Regions from separate parts of the Mus musculus genome. Here region 2 is linked to region 1. The links are chromatin contacts, called in public Micro-C maps. All regions are on one chromosome and are shown on one strand. The core of a region is the stretch at or near the end of the contact, and the rest is flanking DNA. Distances in the headings are between cores, read along the strand shown. Region 1 holds the start of Nfib (nuclear factor I/B). Region 2 holds the start of Bnc2 (basonuclin 2).

The links. Hi-C and Micro-C count contacts between places; a contact is called where the count stands out from the background.
Region 2: a contact with region 1 is called in a Micro-C map of embryonic stem cells, with 5 times the contacts expected there. The contact joins the promoter of Bnc2 here to the promoter of Nfib in region 1.

What each region holds. Positions count from the first base shown.
Region 1 is chr4:82,502,952-82,507,252 of GRCm38.p6, reverse strand. Nfib (nuclear factor I/B) reads left to right here and starts at 1,474. Exons shown (of 12, transcript NM_001113209.2): 1 at 1,474-2,522. The coding sequence starts at 2,493.
Region 2 is chr4:84,671,913-84,676,722 of GRCm38.p6, reverse strand. It overlaps Bnc2 (basonuclin 2), which reads left to right and starts at 1,320. Exons shown (of 7, transcript NM_001369083.1): 1 at 1,320-1,748. The coding sequence starts at 1,746.

The DNA of each region.
Region 1 (4,301 bases), core at 225-2,724:
TTCACCAGGCTCTTGGTTTACAGGGGCTGCAGCTGGTAGACTTGGCAAGCTCGCCTCATTAAGAGCGCTTTTTGAAAACGGACTGTGTTTGAGCATTTCCCTAATGAGGACAGGACGGGGTTAAAAAGTGACCATTTCATGGTTGACTTGAACCTGCCTACTTTTCTTGATGTGTCGTTGTGAAATGCTTGATGTGGGTAACTTCCACTTGGGGAAGGAAAAAGTCACTGGTTCTTTCAGGTCCGCTGGGGGAGGGCACGGTGGTCAGGAGTGCGAGGACTGGAGAAAGTTGAGGGGGGGAAAGTCCAGGACGCGGGGTGGGAGCGGGAGGCCGCGGGGGGCCTGGAAACGCTCGGCGGCCCCAAGCTAGGGCGACATGGAGCCCCGGGCGCTCACTTTTCTTTCTCCATTGTCTGGGGCAGCCTTTGATTCCTCCATTTCCCCACCCACCCCTAGCGGAAACCCGGAATTTGGGGGGCGGTGTGTGTGGGAGAGAGTGCCCGCGCGAAAGGGGGTGCTGGCCGGTCGCCTCCAGGGTCCCGGGAATCAAGTTCATTCACTCGGCGGGGGGCGGGGCGGGGAGCCGGCGGGAGCCGCCGGGGAGACCCGCAGCCGCACACGCACCCCGCGCGCTCCCGCCCCGCAGCCTCGGGCGCGCCGCGGCCCCGCCCTGCCCGCACCCCCGCGGGAAGGGAGCCGCTTTCCGCCGGCGCCCCGGGCTCTGGGGGTGGGGATTGGGACGCGGCCAGCGCGGCAGGAGGAGGAGGAGAGGAGGGGCGAGCGGTGGCGCGGCCTTCCCGCTCCGAGCGCGGCCACGTGCACCGGGCGCCGGGGGAGGGCGGGCCGCTGCGGCGAGGCTCGGGGGACCCTGGGGACCCCGGCGCCCCTCTCCGATCGCCAGTGCGAGCTCCGGGCTGGGCTGCCCGCCGCGCCCCGGGCTCCGCGCCCGTCCGCTGCAACTCCAGGAGGCCAAGTTCACTCTGGCCCCCGCCTCCACCCTCCCTCTCCCTCCAGCCGCCTGGGGTGCTAGAGTCGGCGCCCTAGCCCCGGCTCGGGGCGGCCTGGGTGTGAGGGAATTTTCCATTCGTTTCTTTCTTGGGCCCAGGCCGGTTCAGGGCTTCTCCCCTTAGGATGTTCTCGCGTCTTGAGCGTCTGCAGCGAGCAGTGAAATAACCTCTCCCTGGGCGGGTTTTCGGGGGTAAACGAAGAGTGGCAGAGAGAAGAGCTATTTTTGAAAAAAGAAAAAAGAAAAGAAAAGAAAAGAAAAGTCCCAATACTGTGGCACCGGTCTGATACCTTTAACAAATGAGGGGGAGAGACGCGAGGGCTGGGGGAGGCGCGCGGGAGGAGGAGGAAGGTGGGGGGCGGGGGGTGTGGAGAGGCTGGTGCAAAAGGAACGCGCGTTTGCAGGAGGAGGAGGAGTAAAGCGGTGATTGTGTAATTAAATAATAAAACAATCCTTAAGTCTGATTTGGAGAGAGCTCGAGCGGGGTCCAGAGGGTGGAACCGGTGAATCTTTCAACTTGCAAGTTTTTCAAGGAAAGAAAGCGAGAGAGGGAGGGGGAATAGAGCCCAGGACAGAAAAGAGGAGTTTGCAGCCAAGCGGGATCGATCGTTTGGGATTTTTTTCAGGAGGTCCTTCCGATCCTTTCCGTGGGCTGTGGCCAGCGGCACCGGCAGCGGAGTCCACGCGCGGCGGGTCAGACCCGGGGCGAAGCGGGCGGGCGGCGGTGCGGCGGGGCAGGAGCGCAGCAAAGGCTTTTCCGCCCGGGAGCTCCGCGCCTGCGCCCCCTCCCTCACCCCGGCCTCTCCCTGCTCCCCCCCACCCCCACCCCCACCCGGCCCTCTCCTGCGCGCGCCCCGCCACCCGCGCGCACTCGCTTGCGCTCCCCCTCGCGCACACACGTGGTCGGCTCGCAGCAAAGTTTCGCCTGCGATCGCCACTCCCGGATCCTGCTGCAGTGTTGGCGGCGGTAACCTTGAACTTTACCAGCGCGGTGACACATTCTCCTCGCTTTCCCCACCGCCTGGCCTCCTGCGCCCCCCTCCCCGCCTTTTTTTAAAAAAAACATTTCACCACCCACCATCACCCCAATCCAACCCACACCGAACCCTCGCGCACCCCAACCCCCAACAACAAACAACAACAACAACAACTGCAAAACAGAAAACAAATCCCCTAAACCAGGCGACCAGCAGCCTGCACCAGCGGCGGCAGCCTCGGAGAGCTCGGCCGGCGCGCGCGAACCGCAAGAGGGTTAAAAGTGTAGATTGGATTTCACCCCGGGAAATCTAGCTCGCCGAGTGAACTTGAATCTTTGGCTATTTAAGGAGGACTGGGTTTGTTGCGAAGTTGCGGTGAACCGGCGCAGTGCCCCGTCCTGATTGATCGCATCGCTGGGCTCAGATGACTGTAAAATGAATAGATGAAATCCTTGCTTCTGGAAGATTTTCTTGGGCATCTCCGGGAAAGTGCGTTTTAAGGCGAAGTCATGATGTATTCTCCCATCTGTCTCACTCAGGTACTTATCTTGGTCGCTTTCTCGAGCTTTCTCTGGCCCCAGACGCCTTTGTTGTGTCTTCTTGCTCTTGTGCTGCAGACCCTCAAAGGCTTTGCCTAACCTTGGCACACCCTGGTCTTCCCCGAGAAGTAGTGCGGAGTTGCGGTGGGCTGTGCGGGCGGCGTGGGACCACGGCTGCCGTGTGCGCCCATCCCAGCGCCCGAGCGGGGAGAGCCGGCACCGGGCGGGCGAGGCTGCTGGGGGTGGGCAGGGCCGAGACCTGCGGCCGTGAGCCCCTGTCCGCCCCTAAGGAGATTGCGGCGAAGGCAGCGGCGGCGGTGGTGGCCGCGGCGGCACCCTCACTCCCTGGCCGGTGCGCGTGGGGCGGACTCCGGCTTGGGAGCGTCTGTAGATGGACTCTTGGGCAAGGGGCTGAGAACTAGGCTTGAGCGCCTTTGGACTCTGCTGCCCACAGTGGGCGGGTGACGCCGCCAGTCTAGGTGGTGGTCCAGAGGACTTATTACTTTGCGTTTTGGGGTGCCTAAAGTCCTGTTCTACAGTGACCCACATTTCGGGTTTTTAAAGACCTCACTTCAGAGGCGATCTTTTACGCTGACAAGAAGTTGAAGTGTTTGTGGTGAATTTTTAGGACTTTTAGGACACGTTTGTTTTAAAAGTGAGACTTGTTCATTTGATGATATTTGAACATCGCTCGCAAGGCATAAAGTAGTATCAGAAAAGTGAGATTTTTTTTTTTAACTTGGAAATTTGCCTTAAGGAACAACGTTAGGAGGTAAAACACTGTCTTTATACCTAAAAACCCAAACTAGTTTCTATCCCTTCAGTCAGATGGTAAAATGAAGAAGTGGTCAGATCTAGAGACTTACCTGGGGCGCTTTCATCCTTTCATGGATGCCCGACGAACTCACCAACTGATGATAGCTTAAACAGCCTAGTCCAGAACTGTTAATTTACAGCAGTTAATTCAACCTTGAAAGTTATGGGACAGTTTACTTCCAACTTTTAAGAGTATGAGTCTAGATTGGGTCATTGAAATTTTTCATTGACATTGTCAAGAAAGTGAAACATAATTGCCTAGTTTTGGTTGTCTTAAAGTTTTAAAAATCTAAGATTATGAGGATGCATTTTTATAATGAACAAATAATTAAGATTTCAATTGTATGACAATTAGAAACCATTGTGATTCAAAAGGACTGCGGCATTCATAAATTGTGAATGAAGATGAGAACAACGATAAGGGGCATTCAGTGATTGGACACAGCCCTGTAGCTTTTTGGCTGACACATTTTTTATTGTTTATATTTTGTTTGGCATCTGAGTATGATTAACTTAGATATGGCTATTTTAAGCAAGTAAACGTGCACTTTAAATTTAACAAAACTGGAAAAATGGGTTGTTTGAGTTATTTGTATTTTAAAAGCTCTGAATGATAGTAACCCACGAATAGGAAAGGACTAGCTCAGGTATAGCACATCGCCTGTAGTGTTAAAAGTTTCTTTTATTTATCTATCTGCGGGCTTTTCTTTTTTTTTTTTTTTTTCCATCTTTTTCTGGTAAACCATGAACATTTCTATTCTTTCTACATTGTGATCAAAGGAAACAGATTGAAGTAAGCTTTTCCTTCACAAAGTATGGCCTAGCTTATTCTTACCTGGGAAGGACTGGATGATCGCATGTGAGTTCATATTTGTGTTTCCAACACTTGTTTTTGGGGAACTGCTAGCAATTGCATTGCATTTTTAGTATCTCCTAAATAAGCATTAAAAAGTCACTAGCCCC
Region 2 (4,810 bases), core at 71-2,570, 2.2 Mb before region 1:
CTGCTTTGCATGGGCCTAGGAGGAGTCAGGAATTTGAACCCAACTAGTACAAGGAACTGCAGGTGCTGGTGGCCCTAATGTTTAAAAAAAAAAGAAAAAAAAAAAAAGGCTGGATCCACGTGGATAAGCTAACTCACATTCTCAGGCCAGCTGTTGCTACTTGGGATCTAGTCAGCCATGGATCCTGAAAAAAAAATTAAGCTTAACCATTGTGAATATACATTAAACTTATGACGGTGTGTGTATGTGTGTGAGTGTGTCCTAAATTCCAAGTCTACATATTTTCGGAGGAATTTAATTCTGACCTCTGAATGAAATTATGAGGCTTCTCCCTCTGCTTGGGGAAAGAGAGAATGGAAGGAGGGACGAGTTACTCTTTTCAGGAAGAAACAGTAATCAAACCTGTTTTCAGCCAACCAAATCTTCCGCAGGATTCTCTGATTTCTTAGAGCTCAAGAGTGTGCTAGAAACCTGTGCTTTCCTCCCGAGACAGATAAGCAAAAAGTTTGCTCTAGCGATGATAAATCTGCACGAGGCGGAGACGGTTTTGGCACACGGTGTACATTAGAAAGATGAGGATGATTAAGTCTCCCCCCTCCCCCCCGAATCTTGCAGCCCGACTGTGTTTTGCTTCCATTTAAGAAGTGTCCTTCAACCGCTGGCGGCTGCGTGCCGAGCCTGCCGCCGGCAACCCGTGTCTTAAAGCAGGGCAACTCGGGTCGTCTGAGTGTCACCCCACACGTGTGACTGGTGTCCGTCGCGGGCGCCCGCTAGGGTGGCAGTCTCCTTCCTCTCCCCCGCCAGCTGCAGCTCCAGGCCCAGACCTAGAAGGGGAAGGAAGCCCTGGCCGCAAGCCGCCGTCTGGGCCGGCACCAAAGCCGCCGCTCCCAGAAACTTTTCGCCCCTAGCTGTGCGCAACTTTCTGCCCCGGGTCCCCGGGCGCGTCACGGTCCCCGGGCTTCCCCTGCCTTCACTCCGGCGCCGCCCAAGGCAGACCAGAGCCGGGCCGAGCAGACCGAGAGTGGGAGAAGCCCGGAGCGGAGGCGCTGCGCCGCAGTCGGAATAAAGTTCGCGCCCGGTGCTCGGCGGCGGCTCGCAGCCTTCCCTCTCCCCTCCCGGCTCCTCGCATTTTTCCCCCTTGTTGACAGCTGGGCGCTGGCCGCCACCTCCACTTCCACGCCCGCACCCCCCGGGGGGCGCCAAAGTTGTTTTTCCATCCACGGAAGAGGGGGTGTGTGTCTAGCGAGGTGGGGGTGGGGGAGGGCTAGACATCCTCCCCGAAGCCCCTAGAAAAGCTTGAGGACAACAACAAAACAGGCGGCGAACACCCTAGTCCGGACAGTTGCGCCGGGAGCAGAAACTTGTGCCGGCGCGGCCACCGGTCCCCCCCGCGCCGCCGCGCGCACCCCGCCTCGCCAGCAGCCCCCCTCCCGGACAGTCCGTTCCCTTTTTTTCTTTTCTCCCTCTGCCCGGGGAGGAGCGGGACAACTCGGAGCGCCGGCTCGAGGGAGCGAGCGCGACCCTGGGCGCGGGTGTAAATCAGTCACCTGAGCGCCGAGGGGCCGCGGCGAGGGCGCGCGCGGGCGGGTGGGGAGTGGCGCGGGCGGCGAGCGCGGCCCGGAGCGGCCGGGCGGGGGAGGGAGCAGGCCGAGCGGCGAGCTGAGGCGGCCGAGGGGCTGGTCCAGGCGCGGCCGCTAAGAGGAGACCAAGAGGCGGGGGCTGCACTTGACAACCAGCATGCCGAGATGGTAAGAAGTTTCCACCTCCTCTCCGCTTGCGTCTGCACTTGGTAGGGACAGACCCGGGCGGGACGCCCCGGGGCCGCGGCGGGCCGCGTTCTCCTCTAGCGCCGCGGCGTGAGGAGGCGGGCAGCCGGCGGCGCTCCCGAAATCCACCCCCCACTCCCCCAACTTGGCCCCAAGTTCTCGAGGCGGCTGCGGGAGGGCGAGCGGGCGGGCAGGCGGACGGGAGCGAGGGCTCCCCGCGCCTTAGGTGAGCGGCGGCCAGTCGGGGACTCTGGGGACCGGGGAGCCCTCGGGGAGGGCGCGGGACACGGGGACCCGGGATGCACGGGGCTGCCGGGACCCGCGGCAACTTTCCCAACTTGCCGGCCTGTTGAGAGCCCTGAGCGGCGGCTGGGCATGGGTGCCGGGGCGCGGCCCGCGGCCCGCGTGGGGACCGCAGCGATGCCCGCGCGGCTGCGGAGGACGCGGACGCGGCCAGTCAAATCCCGCTAGACAGACACGTGTGTGCTTTCCCGAAGTGCGGTTCTGAAGCAGCCGGCCCACTGCGCTTACACGCCGACTGGACGGTGGGATTTGAGACCTGAAAGGGGGGCAGAATTTAAAAACATATATATATATATACAGTAGTGGTGGAGCTCAGGACAAAACTAGACGGAATCTCCCGTGGGATGAGGCGAAGATTAAAACAAAACAAAACTTGTAAGTGCCAAGTGGTGGTGGAAAAGGGATGGCACAGCGCAGGGGGACTCCAGCCCAGTCCCTGGAAGGGACGGCTTCTCTGCAGCGAGGAAGCAGGCAATTAGTTCACCCAGTGATGAGCCTCACTGTCTGCTTTCGGGAAGTCATTTGTTAGAAATGGGGCTTGACCACTCTTTTTTTCTTGGAGTTCCCTACCACCCAGTGTCGCTGTTGTTAGCCCCACTTGGGGGCTCTGATACAAAGTGGGCCCTATGTACATGGGATGTATAAGAAACGGGGTGATAGCAGGTTGACATTTTTTTTTCCTCTTCCCTTCCCCCTGATGTGACATCTCTTGTTTCAGAGATCAAAGTCACAACTGGAATGTAGGAGATGGTACTGTCAAATGCAGACATACACACATACAAAATGCACCCAGGACTGCGGTTACAGTAATGCTGACAGAAATTAAAGAGGTTTTGAAAGCAGCGTGCGATTTATGATGCTTCCCATTTACCCTAGAGTCAAGCTGTTGTAAAACTGATGTACAAAAGACATCATAAAATAATCCTGTGTATCCAGGATTAAAGTGGCAGAAAGTGGCCTGTTTTATTAATTTTTATGTACTTCGTGAACATTTGTAGTTGTTGGATCCTGTGTTAATGGAGGGATCAAAACAAAGTATGAAATATATCTCCTTAGAGCTGGAGAGTTTCTTGTAACGGCATTTTACAGAACATTATTAAAGCCAGTTGCACGCCTTTTCTTCCCCTGGCTAGTATTACTATTTGTCTACAGATCTATTCCCATATACTAATCACTGAGCGGTGGCTGAGTCCATTTGTCTCCCGCTGTTTTGTATTCTGCCTGTTTAGGTGGTTTCATGCCCAGACACACATGCTTTAGGTGGACTTTATTTCTGACACTAAGTATTTCTGCTCGGAAGTTTTCCTCTAGTACCAATCCTTGTCTAAGTTTGAGAGAACTTCCTTTTACTCTTTGGAATCATGCACACGAGAATCCTTTGTGAGCCCTTAAAGGCTCTGTACTTTATATGATATTTGTAGCCGTTTCCTTTAAACTTGTTCAGTTTTAATGAAGTTCTGAGTTGTAGGTACTCTTTCTGTTCCCAGAGAGCAGTGGATTTAAAATCCAGATTGCTAATTACTTTACCAAAGCATAGGAATATCTTCACCTGAGGGAAGGACTAGCAAACCTGAATCTGAACTTTGTATAGAAGATCTTTCTGGAGGCATGTCTGAAATGCCCTGACACCCCCCCCCCCATCCACTGAGAATATTCAGTTGGGTTTGCATGTAAAAACTTTGGGTAAAAACTAACCTCATGTGATTTTTGAAAATATTGAGGAAATATTAATAGCAATAGTGCATTGCTAATACCTGATTCTTCCTTTTCTGCCTGAGACGTAAGTTATCTGTCAGGCAGGAATATGTGATTACAGAAAGGAGCAGACAAAAGCAGGGCTGACTGTTGCTATATTAAAATGTAAGTGTTACAGTTTGAATTTTCAAGTGAGAGTTTCTGAGTTCAGTGCTTTACATAACATTTTGTCCTAATCTTGCTTGCTGTCAGGGATGTTTCATGGTTGTGCAATTGCTGCAGTCAAGAATGCCAATTTGCATTCCACGACTGTCGTTTGATTACTTTTATCTGCGAAGCTCCAAGACCGGCCCAGACCTCTCGTTTCATCTTGCCATGTCACGAGTCAATGCTGTGTCGTCTTTTCAAAAATCTGCCTGATTTAGACAAGAAAGAAAAGTACTTTCATGTTGCAGCCGCAGTCCCCTGCTAACTTGTCAGCAGCAGGATATGATTCACTTGGGCCCAGAAGAATGGAACAGAGAGGCGGGTTAGACGGTTCAATAAAGCCCACGGACAGGTAGTGTGTGACGTCCCCAGAGAGCTGCAGTTAATGAAGAACAGGTCTGCTTAGTTCTCCACGCGCTGACCTGGTGCTGTCCCCACAGTTTTCTCATTTGATCTTTCCCAGCAAATTGATCTTTTCTTGTATTTTTTTGCCTTCCAAGTTAGTCCTTGAGGGACTGAAATTAGCAGAGCAACTTAAGTTGGATAATACAGCTGTTCAGAAAAGAAGAAATTGGACACTGGCAAAAAAAAAAAAAAAAAAAAAAGAGGGGGGGGGGTTGGGGGTGGGAGAGGAGAGAGAGCTAGTCTTTTTGTTGTTCCTGGGAATATTTCCTAGATTAAGGGAGTCCAAAGTAGGTGATGACTCGAAGCTAACGGTTTCCCTTACTTTAAATTTAGAGTTAAGCCTCAGGGCTATTTTAAATATTCTGTAAATGTTTGAAAGATGGCTTTAGCAAGGATGAAGAGTTTGATTTAGCAATGCTCATATTCACTTGTTT